Linked DNA regions of Mus musculus: regions 2 and 3 are each linked to region 1. A link is a contact called in public HiChIP or PLAC-seq and promoter capture Hi-C data. All regions are on one chromosome and are shown on one strand. The core of a region is the stretch at or near the end of the contact, and the rest is flanking DNA. Distances in the headings are between cores, read along the strand shown. Region 1 holds the start of Nxph4 (neurexophilin 4). Region 2 overlaps Agap2 (ArfGAP with GTPase domain, ankyrin repeat and PH domain 2). Region 3 has its middle 7.6 kb from the start of Gm40804.

Evidence for each region. Promoter capture Hi-C pulls out the DNA fragments that hold promoters and counts their contacts. HiChIP or PLAC-seq counts read pairs in DNA pulled down with a chosen protein or histone mark.
Region 2: a contact with region 1 is called in a FOXA1 HiChIP or PLAC-seq map of pancreatic cancer cells. The contact joins the enhancer-like site here to the promoter of Nxph4 in region 1. A contact is called at or near these places in 3 of 39 promoter capture datasets (embryonic stem cells, hippocampal neurons and liver), 1 of 484 Hi-C or Micro-C datasets (embryonic stem cells) and 2 of 115 datasets of contacts at active chromatin or transcription factors (embryonic stem cells and pancreatic cancer cells).
Region 3: a contact with region 1 is called in a promoter capture Hi-C map of the SN4741 cell line, with 2.8 times the contacts expected there. The contact joins the enhancer-like site here to the promoter of Nxph4 in region 1. A contact is called at or near these places in 6 of 39 promoter capture datasets (the 3T3-L1 cell line, the SN4741 cell line, cranial neural crest and 3 more), 1 of 484 Hi-C or Micro-C datasets (nephron progenitors), 1 of 115 datasets of contacts at active chromatin or transcription factors (pancreatic cancer cells) and 1 of 9 other capture datasets (adipose tissue).

The regions. Positions count from the first base shown.
Region 1 is chr10:127,532,779-127,536,758 of GRCm38.p6, reverse strand. It overlaps Nxph4 (neurexophilin 4), which reads left to right and starts at 2,200. Exons shown (of 2, transcript NM_183297.2): 1 at 2,200-2,383. The coding sequence starts at 2,327.
Region 2 is chr10:127,089,439-127,093,418 of GRCm38.p6, reverse strand. Agap2 (ArfGAP with GTPase domain, ankyrin repeat and PH domain 2) reads right to left here. Exons shown (of 19, transcript NM_001033263.5): 14 at 3,218-3,277; 15 at 2,844-2,992; 16 at 2,657-2,747; 17 at 2,322-2,544; 18 at 1,971-2,226; 19 at 249-1,849. The coding sequence ends at 1,607. Among named protein-coding and RNA genes, the nearest start is that of Agap2, 13 kb to the right of the region's middle. Within about 2 kb of position 1,713, at least 45 of the 459 cell types and tissues checked have an H3K27ac peak or open chromatin away from gene starts, as enhancers often do. A contact at or near this core is called in pancreatic cancer cells, where this site is marked.
Region 3 is chr10:127,930,815-127,934,794 of GRCm38.p6, reverse strand. No RefSeq gene overlaps it. Among named protein-coding and RNA genes, the nearest start is that of Gm40804, 7.6 kb to the right of the region's middle. Within about 2 kb of position 2,059, at least 3 of the 459 cell types and tissues checked have an H3K27ac peak or open chromatin away from gene starts, as enhancers often do. A contact at or near this core is called in the SN4741 cell line, where this site is marked.

The DNA.
Region 1 (3,980 bases), core at 951-3,450:
GCCCAGCCTCTCACTTCCTTCCCTGGGGCTATTTTGCGCTGACCCTTCTACCCTCTGTCAGCCATCTTCCTTCCCTCCCCCAGAGTCTGCTCATTCCCCACCACCAGTAATCCCACCCTCTCCACCCCTTCCTTCTGCCAGCCTGCATCTGTAGCCCCCCCCCCCCCCGGAGCCACTGATTCTCTGCCTGTCACCTCAAGATCTCGGGTAGAACAAGACAGGCCCCCAACTGCTGCTTTAGAAAGCCTACCCCTTCGTTAGCACCCTCCCTCTCTGGCCAGGACCAGAAGGGTGCACTATCTTCAACCAAGCCAAATGCAAGGGAGTCTCAAAAACCAAAAAGGACACTGACTGATTCAGATCAGATTGAAAAGCAGATATTCTTAGATGGAAAGAGTCAGGGACAGAGGCAAAGACCCAGAGATAAGTACTGTGCACATGTGTGTATGTGTGCATGCACTTGTAATCTCTGAGAGAATTGGACGGCCTGAGATTAGCTAAAACGATGGTGATGGGGAGGGTCAGGTCTCCTACAGATAGATACTTTGGCCGTGGGCTTCTAGGCACCCAGGATGTGTGACCACCCTTTGCCTTCACCCAGAACTAAAGCAGCTCCTTTGCTTAGGGTCAGCCCTGGCCAGCCATTTGGCCTTGTCCCTGACACTTTGTCTCATCCTGCCTTTATTCGTTCAGCCCTGACTGCACCCCAAATCGCTGCTCCCTGGTTTTTGTCTCCTTGAGTGTCACCAAGTACACCCCTGTCCTTTCCCTGACCCTCTTTTCAGTGTCTGTCACTTCCTGTGTGTCTGTTATTTTCATATCCCTAGGCTTGTCTTTCAGATTGCCTGTGTGTGTGTGTGTGTGTGTGTGTGTGTGTGTGTGTGTGTGTCCCTGTGGGTATTTGCCTCTGTCAAGGCAAGAGGTACTTTGGGTACCTAGCTGTTTCTGTATATCACTGTATGCTACTGTGTGTATAAATCATGTGTGTCCGTCTCTGTGTGCTTATGTGCCTCTGTGTATGCTGGTCTGTATGTGAAGTGGCCTCACTGCTACAGTGTAGCAGGGTACTATTACAGTGGGGTAAGACTGGAGACACACCTTGGGATGTGTGTCTGTCTCTTCATCTCTTTGCATGGTCCTATCTCTTGCTGTCTAGGTGTTGGTCATACTACCTACTCAGCCTCAGACACAGCGCATAGCAACAGCTGACAGCTGAAGACTCCCTGGGTAGGGGAGAGAGAGAAAGACCAGTGGGAGGAGGAAACACGAAGAAACAGCCCTGAGGATGAGAACAGAGACCGTGCTGGAGCTGGGGACAGAGAGAGACAAGGACAGAGATAGACAGGGAAGGGGACGGGATGAGAAGAGCTGAGAGTGGAAGATGGGATTGTGGGAGAGAAAGCACAGGGCTCGTACCAAGAGGGGCAGAAGGCACTGAGGACTTCCTGCCTAGCACCAAACAAGGGTGCTCTGGATCAGGCCAGGGTCAACAGTGCGGATCAGGGGCTAACTTAAAAGAGCCGGTTTAGCCAAGGGGTCCGGGGGCCGCAGAGGTGCCGCGGGGCGGGGACAGGGCGGCGGGCGCCGTTTGTCAGCCCTATTGACAGACGTGATGGGGTTTCCGTCCGTGATCAATGATTCTCATCTCCAGGCCGAATGAGCCGCGGGGCGCCCATCCATCCCCGTCAGCGCCGCGCTCAGTGCTAGTCGCCCGAGGCCCCGCCCGCCCTCACCTCGGTCCCTGTCCGGATCACTGCCCTAGACCTACCTCTGCCAGGATTATAGAAACACCCCCCACCCATCCACCTCGGGCATCACAGGACAGGGTCCTGCTGCGTTCCCTAGCCTGTGTATGGGAACTCATGCTCCGCGACGACCCCTTCCCGCTCACAGTTCAGGGCCTAGAGTCCCACGCCCTATTGTAGCCCTCATCTGCCCCAAGACCTGGCGTCTTTGGGGTGCTGCTCCCCAAACCCCTTGCCCCTCTCCAGCTTCACACCTGAGCCAGGGGTGTGTCCAGGGTGTGTCACGGTGAAAGTCACCTTCCTTGCCCCCAGCTGGGCGGGAGGGGGCGCGCGGGGCGCGGCCGGGATTGGAGCACCGCGGAGCCCCGCCCCCCCACCCCGCCCGCCCGACTCAGACCCAACTTTCTCCCCCGCCCGCGCCCCGCCCCCAGCGCCTTGCTCCGCTCCGCGCTCAGTCCGCGGGCCGAGCCGCCCGCTCCCGCTGCTCGCGCCGCCGCCCTCTGCCCGGCGTCCCTCACCCTGAGCCCAGTCCTGCCGGACTCGGGACCCGCCCTGCCCGACCCGCTCGACCGCTCGGGAAGATGCGGCTGCTCCCGGAATGGCTCCTCTTGCTCTTTGGTCCTTGGCTCCTTAGGAAGGTAAGGGTGGCAGAGCCAAGGTGCGGGGTCCGGGACACGAAGAACACTGCATGCCAGGGGGCTCCGCGCGTCCGCCCCGCCCCCAGGACTAAGCGTCCCAACTTTGTGCGTCGTGGGGGACGTGGACAGACAGACTGCCCGCTTTAGGACTGGCATGCACCCAGCAAGTTGGCTGAGGGTTAGAAGAAGGTGCAGGGTGGAGGCCCGGCTCCAGTCGGATTCAGGCGCGACGGGGGGAGGGGACGAAGCGCGACCCGCGAGTGCGCCAGACAGAGAAGGAGTGCGAGACAGACAGACAAGCCAGCGGGTGTTAGCCTAGCCTTCTTTCCGCACCTACCTCGCTTGCCTCCCTCTGTCTGTCTGTCTGTCCTTCCACCTCTCACCCTCCACCTTCCCATTCCTCTTCTCCTTGTCACAATGCCAGGTAAGCTCTGCGATCCGAGCATACATTATCCAGGCACACGCGCTTACACGGACCCACACCAGCAGGGCTGAACTTGGCTACAATCTTCCATCCCATTTCCCGCGGAGACACCATCTCCCCTGCATAACCTCACAGACACACCCCCCTCTCACGCCTGGTGGTTGTTGTCTGGGAGGGGAGTCTCTCCTTACATCTCCTTCCTGCCCCCACCCTTCTCACTGTCTCTTTTCCTGGGGTTTCTGGGTGAAGACCCAAAGGCTAAAAGGGCCCAGAGCTCATCCTGCCCGACTCTTGCCTTGAGATCTTCAGCCCATATGGGCTCACAGTGCGGACATGGAGTGTATGGGTTAAAACCAGCCCTTGTATGCATGTGTCCAGGGAATCCAGGCACTGGGACCCAAGGTGAATGTCTATGTTGGCATGCCATGGTGGAGACATTGTCTTTGCATGGTTGATTGTGCCTGCTTCAAAGCACTGCCATCTATTTGTGCCCTGAAGTGTGACCCACAAGGGTAGTTTAGACTCTGCCCCCAACTTCCTTTCTCAACTATGACCTACCCAGTTTAAGGGCAACCAGTTGGCTCCACAAGCCCTCACTCTTGGACCTCAATCCCCAGTCTTTAAGAGAAACCAGTAATTCTCCTCCAAAACGCTTGGACCCCAGGCCTGGTGTGGTGTCCTCATAACTACAATAGGGTAGACACTGCCCCAGTGAGCCAGTTAGTAGAGCCCTTGGATTCTCCCAAGCCTATCTGCCTAGTGACCTTGAGAGAACGGAAACTGGGCAATAAATAAATAAATAAATAAATAAGAAAGAATGAACGAATGGATGGATGGATGGATGGATGGATGGAAAAAAAGAAAGAAAAGAAAATAGCCCCCTAGTGTGAAAAATGCTGCCTTTGGCAAGAGCTTTCTTTGAACCTGAGGCCTGGTTTGTACCCAGGGAGACTGCAGGAGAAGGTCCAGCCCCAAACAAACCACAGTATGTGAAGGCCTGGGGTCACAGAGGAAGGAAGGATACATTGCCCTGATCCTTCCCTCCACCCCCACCAGCCTTCTCCACTCTCTTCGCATCAAATTAACTCCCCTGTGGACAGATCTGGTTTAATTTCCTTTGCCCCCTGAAGAGGAAGGAAACATCTGGTAGAGCCTTGAGGGAGAGTAAGCATG
Region 2 (3,980 bases), core at 464-2,963, 440 kb after region 1:
CACCAGGCTCCAACTCCTTCCCAGGCTCAGCATCAATTGTGCATCTAACATCTGCTCTTGGGTTCCCACTGTTGCTCCTACCTCATAAACCCAGGGTTGTTGTACAAAGCTGGAACTACCTCTGTGCCCATGGGTGCTGTCTTAGCCCCAGCCCAGAAACCAGAACTTCTGCTTAATCCTTTCCCATCCCCAACATGGAGACCACACCCTCACCTGCCTGTCGAATAACAGACCAGCATCTCACCCCCTAGACAAAATCACTTGCTCTTTAATTGCTGTTAAGATTCACACCACCTGCTTTGGAGGTGAGGGGGGTAACCCCTGCCCCCTCTTCACTCCACTCCCCAATTACCTGGTCTTTTGCAAAATATTTTAGCCAGGAAAAAAAAAAAAAAAAAAAAAAAAAAAGACCGGAAACCACTGACACAGACAGCCCAAAGCCGGGCTGACTAAGGGTGGCAGGGCTGGGCCAGATAAGTCCACACCACCTCTCCCTTTCTGGGGATGGGGGCCAGGACCTTAAAGTCCTCCCAACCACTACACACCCTCTCAGCCCTGGCTGGGAGGGAGCAAAGGATAGAAAAAACGGACCTGGAGCTGCTCCAGGGAGAGAGGGGCTGGACAGAAAGGATTATGGGGGAGGGGTCCCGTTGTAGGGGTGCCCCCTACCCCAGATCACCACGGGCGCTGCACAGTCACAGGTACGCAGTCACGGTCACAGACACAACCCGAGAGCACCCCCACCCTACCCCACCCCTGCCCACCCCTGGCTTCCCCTACCCTGATATGCCCTCCCCTCGCCCCTACCCACCCCATCCCCATGTTGGGGAACAAAGCAATAAATTACAAGGCCCCTCTCTAGTCACCTCCTGTTCCAATCCTTCTCCCTCTACCCCATGATCGTAAGGGGAAGGACCCAGGCTCTCGGCTCCCCCTGGCTCTTTAGCTTCCATTCATAAGATAGGTAGAGGGGGGATATCTGATTTCCACTCCTCATGGTCCCTTTCACGGAAAGGGTTGGGGACCCCTCCACCTCCATGGGCAGCAGGGGTCCTGCCCCTCGCTGCCCTCCCCCCTCACTGGGCAGTGAGATTAGCATGGAAGGGGTGGGGTCCCCAAGTTGGTCCCAAATCTCAGGGCTAGTCTTCCACGTACTAACCCCTCCCTCTGGCGTGGAGTTGCCCCAGGAGCCAGCCTGGGATTCGGCTCCCGCCACCCGATTGTAGAACGCAGGCAGGATTGGATCTTTTCCCCGCCCCTAGGGGGGGCACAAGCCAGCAAGTCCAAACACCTTGGAGCCCGGAACAGCTGCAAGGGAGTGCCCACCTACAAACACCCAGCAGGTAGACCCAGGGCAATCCAAGTAAGAAAGCTGTGAAGTAGGGGCGTGATGAGCTAGGGTCTCCATGCCTCACTGGGGAGAGGGAGGTGAGTTTGTGTCTCCTGGGAGGCGTGCGGGGCTGTGCCCTCGTGGGGGTAGAAAGTGCTCCCGTGGGGCGGGGTGCGGACTGGAGAGGTGAGTGGGTGCATCTGTCCAACGGTCCACCCGGTGTAGTCGTGCCCGGCCCGCGCGGGGGTGGGGGGTGTCTCTCCCGCTGCTGGGCAACTATACCAGCGCGATCGTGGTGTCCACGCGGCCCAAGCTGGCAGCACTGCTCCGGCGCCTCGGGCTGGGCGTGGCGGTAATGCTGGGGGTGGTGGCCGCGCTGGGCGTGGTGGCCGTGCTGCCGCCCTCTCCCGGGCAGCCGTGCTGGAGAAGGATGTCTGCACACAGCTGGCTGCCAGCCTGGCGGGCATAGAACAGTGCCGTGCGGCCTTGCGCATCGCGGGCCGCCACGTCTGCGCCATACTGCAGGAGGAAAAGGTCGTGTGACCACACACCATCCAGGGGACCTCCACCCACATGTTGCCCACCCGACACCTCCAAGCCCACCTCCAGGCTCCCTTTCCCTACCTCTCCGCTCACGTACCCACAACAGCAGCTGTGTAATGACAACGTGGGCGAGCTCGGCCGCCAAGTGCAGCGGCGAGCGGAGCTGCGGGTCCTCCACGCTGGTGTCGAGCGGCCCATGTCGCGCGTGGGCCAGAAGCAGCAGAACGGCGGCCACGTCCTGGGCCTCCACAGCGGCCCACAGTTGGCGGCCCAGCGGCTCCTCCGTGGTGCCCAGAGGCGCCAGGAACAGCAGCTGCTCATACTTGGCGCGAATCCACGACTCACGCTCCTCCCTGCAGCACCAGGGACCAAGGAAAAGAGTTATAAGGGACCTCTTATCCGGACCTCCCAGGAATCGTACACCCTCACGCTGATCCTCGATCCTTACCGCGAAGAGTCCCGTGTAGGCTTGGCACGGCCTCGAGTGTCGCTCTCCCACACGCGGTTGGCTGTGTCGTTGCCAATGGCCGTCAGCACCAGGGTCAGCTCCCGCGGCCAGTCATCCAAATCCAGTGAACGCACTCGGGACAGGTGTGTGCCCAGGTTCCGGTGGATGCCAGAACACTCGATGCAGATGAGTGCGCCCAGATTCAAACTGGCCCACGTGGGGTCTGAGACAGGATGCAACAGTAAGACAAACACCCCACCATTCAACGAACTGCAGCTAACTCCGTACTCTGGGACCCCACCCTCCAATTCCCTCAGCGGTGCCCTTGCACTTACTGGGAGCTCCACAGTCCACACAGGTCGAGTTTCCCTTTGCGTTGCGGATCGCCTGGATGGCCACAGCTTCGCTTTGGCTGTCAGTGCGCAGCTGCAGAGGAGTTGAAGTTAGCTCTGGCACAGCGTACCTCTGACCCTCCCCCCAGCCTCTCCTGCTAGCCTCCATCCATAGCATCAAATCGGTTACCTTGACCTTGCTGCTCTCACAGCACTGCAGACTGGCCAGGATCTGACTCTCAATGGCCTGAACCCAAGCATCCCGCTCCTCAAAGCTGGCTGCCTCAAAGTGCCACGTCTGACCAGTGCTGGACACGATCAGGAACTCAAAGTTTTCCTCTGAGTGGGTGGATGGAGAGGTCATGAGGGGCAGAGTTCAAGCAGGAGGCCTTCCCCCAAACCCTTCCTCCCTGATGTCCTTGGAGCCCTTAGGAGGGGGACAGTAGAAGGAAGGGGGAGCAGAGGGTGGGAAATAGCAGGAAGCCCGAGCACATGCAGGGAGAGGCAGGGCCCCCCACCCCTCTGCACCCCAGCTGAGCACCCCTCCCGGCTCCCACTTGTTACCTGCTTTATAAATATTTCTTAAACTACCAAAGGATTTTAGTTTCCACATTTTGCGCTTGGCTGGTTTCCCGAAGCGAAGAAGATAGAGACAGAATGAAGAGCAAACAGAAAGAGAGAGAGACCAAGAAGAGAAGGAGGCAGATGGAGAGAGAGACAGACAGACAGTGACAGAGAGTGCCAGAGACAAAGCAGGACAGACAGATGGGGAGAGAAAGCAGAACTGAAGTCAGTGGCCCCGGAGCAGAGTGGAGCGGAAGCCAAGAGCCGTGAGAATAGGCAGGTCTGGAACCTGGGTCCAAGCACCCGGAGGAGGACAGGGCAGGGGGGCAGGGACTGTGACCAGAGAGAAACGTGCTCTCAGTGGGGAAAGGGGTGTCAGAATTTGTGTGGACAGTAGGAAAGGGGGCAAGAGGCTGGGATCGGGACCCTGGGACTTAGAAGTCAGCAGAACAGGGATAGCGGTTGGGGGAGGGGCTTAGGGATCAGTGATGAAGGGCTCTTGGAGGAACCTGCCATTCATAGGTGAGAATGAGAGTAGGGATTGGGGGAGTCAGTAGGGACACTGAGTTCAGGGGCTGCAGAACTAGATGTGGGTGCAGAGGATGGGGTCAGAAGTGTAGACACGGGCAGGGACTAGAGGTCAGGAAAAGAACAGGGCTGGGGACTGGACGGACAAGAGCTGGTTGCTGTCCATCCATCTTTCCACACAGTTATGTGCAGAGGTAATGAGAGTCAAGCACCCAGCTCAGGACTTATCCTGCTC
Region 3 (3,980 bases), core at 810-3,309, 400 kb before region 1:
CAAGCCAATAAAATGTGTTCCTCCATGGCCTCTTGCTTCAGGTTTCTACCTTGAGTTCTTGTCCTGACCTCCCTTCATGACCTACTGTAAGGAATAAGATGAGATAAACCCTTTCCTCTCTGGGTGTTTTTTTTTTTTTTTCTTACAGAACGTCAACAGGGGAGTGGGGGGCTTGAGAGATGGCTCAGCAGTTAGGAGCATCGACTGCTCTTCCAGAGGTCCTGAGTTCAATTCCCAGCAACCACATGGTGGCTCGCAACCATCGTAATGGGCTCAGATGCCCTCTTCTGGTGTGTCTGAAGACAGCTATAGTGTATTCATATACATAAAATAAATAAATGATTCTTTACAAAAGAAAAGAAAAAAAGAAAAGAAAAAAAGCCAACTAGGACAAATAACCAGAAATATGCTAAATTAAAAAAGCTAGAACTACAGTTAAAAATGCCAAAACATCCTGAGTACCAGCTGGACCTGGATTGCTTATGACCCTGTCTTAAACAAAAAAAAACCAAACAGGGCGGGTGAGACGGCTTATCAGAAAAGGAACTTAAGAAGAAATATGATTCCAGGGAGTGTCCTCTGACCTCCACAGGCTTGCCATGGTGTAGATACGCTCACATATGTACACAGGAATAAGCGTATAAATAATGAACTGGAGAGATGGCTCAGTGGTTAGAGCACTTGCCACACAAACATTATGATCAGAGTTCAGATCTTGGCGTTCCCAGAATTCACAGAAATGCTGTGTGGGTGTCAAAGCCTGTGATTCAGGACTTGGAAGTTGGAAACAAGGGATCCCTGGGGCAAGATAGCAAGCTATACTAGCTGGTGTCAGCGAACTCTGATCCAAGATGTCACCCTCAGGTCTCCACAAGCCTGTCACACACACACACTACACATGAATATCGATACACCACATGGATGAATGCACACAACACGGAAAAAATGAAAATAAATAAAAACCTCTAAATTCCCATCTGCGTGAAAGCTGAACTGTAGTTAAATCTTTCCTTCCGCCAAAGTCTTCACTTAGAGAGGCCAAGCTTTTCCATCAAGGCCCCCATTGGCATACGGAAGGCCAAACAGTACGAAACCTAACCGGCAACATCCAATTCATGCCTCATCAGGGCAATATTTAAACACTGTCTTAATTTTTCTGCCGCTTTCCAATTGTATAATGGCAGCCAGTGTATAGGCCTAAGTTTTATAAAATAAATTTTTTCTTTTTGCCTTTACCCTGGAACTAGGACATTTTAAATTACAAAAATGTATTTGTAGAGTCACTGTTGGGTATTTTTGCAATTGTGAGCAATATCTCTAGATACAACAGCAAGTGATTGGGAGGCCTTATGCAAGAAGCTCCGAGGAGAGTCTGTTTGGAAAGTATCAAGATAATAAAGTCCATTCCATCAATCTTGTCAATTTAGCTACATTATTCTAACATCAGTCCTAACTTAGAGAGTTTGCAACTCTATACCTGAATTATGTTTTGATTTTACCTTAGATTACCATCTGGAAACAGTCCTTTCAAATCTACATTATCTTCCTCAATACAAAACAACTGAAGTTTGATTATGAAACTATAACTAGTCTTCAACCCTATCAGAGATCCAAGAATGAATTACATATTATCTGAATGTATAGGAAGCACAAAAACATAGCTTCCAAAACTTAACCAATTTGCAGAGACAGCTGGTACCTGGACAGTCCCCTATATTTCTTATAATGTTGGAGCAGCTGTCTTCAGCCTTCTGGCTCAGAACCATCTGACAGACCTTACATGAAGCAGGAATAATGGTTAGTATGGTTAATAAAGTCATAACAACTTTTTGGGAGTAGGGAACTCCACTGCTCAATTAGAAAACCACACAAGACAAATATCACACAAGAGAAATATCACACAAGAGAAATATCAGTAAATAAAAGAAATGTGGTTGATCCACTGACTAAGAAAATGCCAAGTAAAATAAGAAAGAATTTGCAATAACCAAGGGGCTGTTTGCTTCGTCAGCTCGAGTGTCCAGGCCTGGCAAGACCTCAAAGACCTGGCGTTCACACACTGTGGGCGGGGTTGCCCTCAGCTGCGAGTAGGGATAGCTGAGTGTCTCCAGGGGGCTGCAGCTGTGCTCCATCCTTAGCATATCCTTTGCTGTGAAAGTCTTTTGGTTTTGTAGTTGTTATTGATTTGGGACATGGTGTCATTACGCAGCCAGGCTGGCCCCAAGCTCAGGATTCTCCTTCATCCTCCCAGATGGTGAGATTACAGACATGCATGCACCATGATGCCCAGCTGCTGCTGCTGCTGCTTCTGCTTCTGCTTCTGCTTCTGCACTTGATCTTAGCCAAAAGGCCGAGAAGCGATGCTTCTGCTTCTGCTTCTGCTTCTGCTTCTGCTTCTGCTTCTGCTTCTTCTTCTTCTTCTTCTTCTTCTTCTTCTTCTTCTTCTTCTTCTTCTTCTTCTTCTTCTTCTTCTTCTTCTTCTTCTTCTTCTTCTTTTTTTCTTCTTCTTCTTCTTCTTCTTCTTCTTCTTCTTCTTCTTCTTCTTCTTCTTCTTCTTCTTCTTTTCTTCTTCTTCTTCTTCTTCTTCTTCTTCTTCTTCTTCTTCTTCTTCTTCTTCTTCTTCTTCTTCTTCTTCTTCTTCTTCTCCTCCTCCTCCTCCTCCTCCTCCTCCTCCTCCTCCTCCTCCTCCTCCTCCTCCTCCTCCTCCTCCTCCTTCTTCTTCTTCTTCTTCTTCTTCTTCTTCTTCTTCTGTTGTTTGAGACAGGGTTTCTCTGGATAGCCCTGGCTGTCCTGGAACTCACTTTGTAGACCAGGCTGGCCTCCCAAGTTCTGGGATTAAAGGCGTGCGTGCCACCACACCCAGCTAATGCCCAGCTTCTTAAGCATTTCCGTTCGCAATCATTCCGAGTGAGTACTTTTGGGGAAAAAAAGAGCCAGGAAGTGATTTGAACCTGTGGTTATTTCATTTCTCAAATTGCTGTAGAGTCTGCATTCAGCTTAATTAAAAGACTGGCTTTTATGTTTTCAACCCTATCTGTTCCCTTCACACTTACCCTGCCCCCCCCCCCACAAAAAAAATTCCTCAGTCAACTGACAGGCTTTTTCTTTCTTCTAGCTTTGCCAACCCCATGCTCAGTTCTCTGTTGACTCCCTTTCTTGTTGACAGGATTTTGCCAAAAATAATATGGCCTCTTGGAAAAAGCTAAAATCTCTCTCCCCAAACTGGCCATCTCTGACCCAGTCTTTCCATTTGATTCTGTTCTCTTGTGAGCGAGACACCATTAGAAGAGCCACAGATCCCCTTCTTGGGTTCTGATGCCAAGGTTGAATGTGTTGGGGCTCCTTTTGGGTCAGATCTCCTCCACTCTTTTGAATTGAATTCCTGGATCTGCTGGATGTTGCGTTGCATTTATGCCACGCCTATATCATTGGGCCAGCAGGGATGGAGGGGTACTGTTGCATAAGTTAATTGAGGCTGCTGCTCAAATTGCCCTGCTCCACTAGTAGCTGCCTGAGTTCCTTGCCACCCACCAAAATGCTCTGGATTCTAGAATGAAACACACACACACACACACACACACACACACACACACACAGTCTTATTATTATTTTTTTTAAGATTTATTTATTATTATACATAAGTACACTGTAGCTGTCTTCAGATTACGCCAGAAGAGGGCTTGAGATGTCATTACTGGTGGCTGTGAGCCACCATATGGTTGCTGGGATTTGAACTCAGGACCTTCGGAAGAGCAGTCAGTGCTCTTACCCACTGAGTCATCTCACCAGCCCGAGAGTCTTTTTTCTGTTTTTGTTTTTTTTGTTTTTTTTTTTCGAGACAGGATTTCTCTGTGTAGCCCTGGCTGTCCTGGAACTCACTTTGTAGACCTGGCCTCGAACTCAGAAATTCGCCTGCCTATGCCTCTCAAGTGCTGGAATCAAAGGCATGTGCCACCACTGCCCAGCCAGCCTGAGAGTCT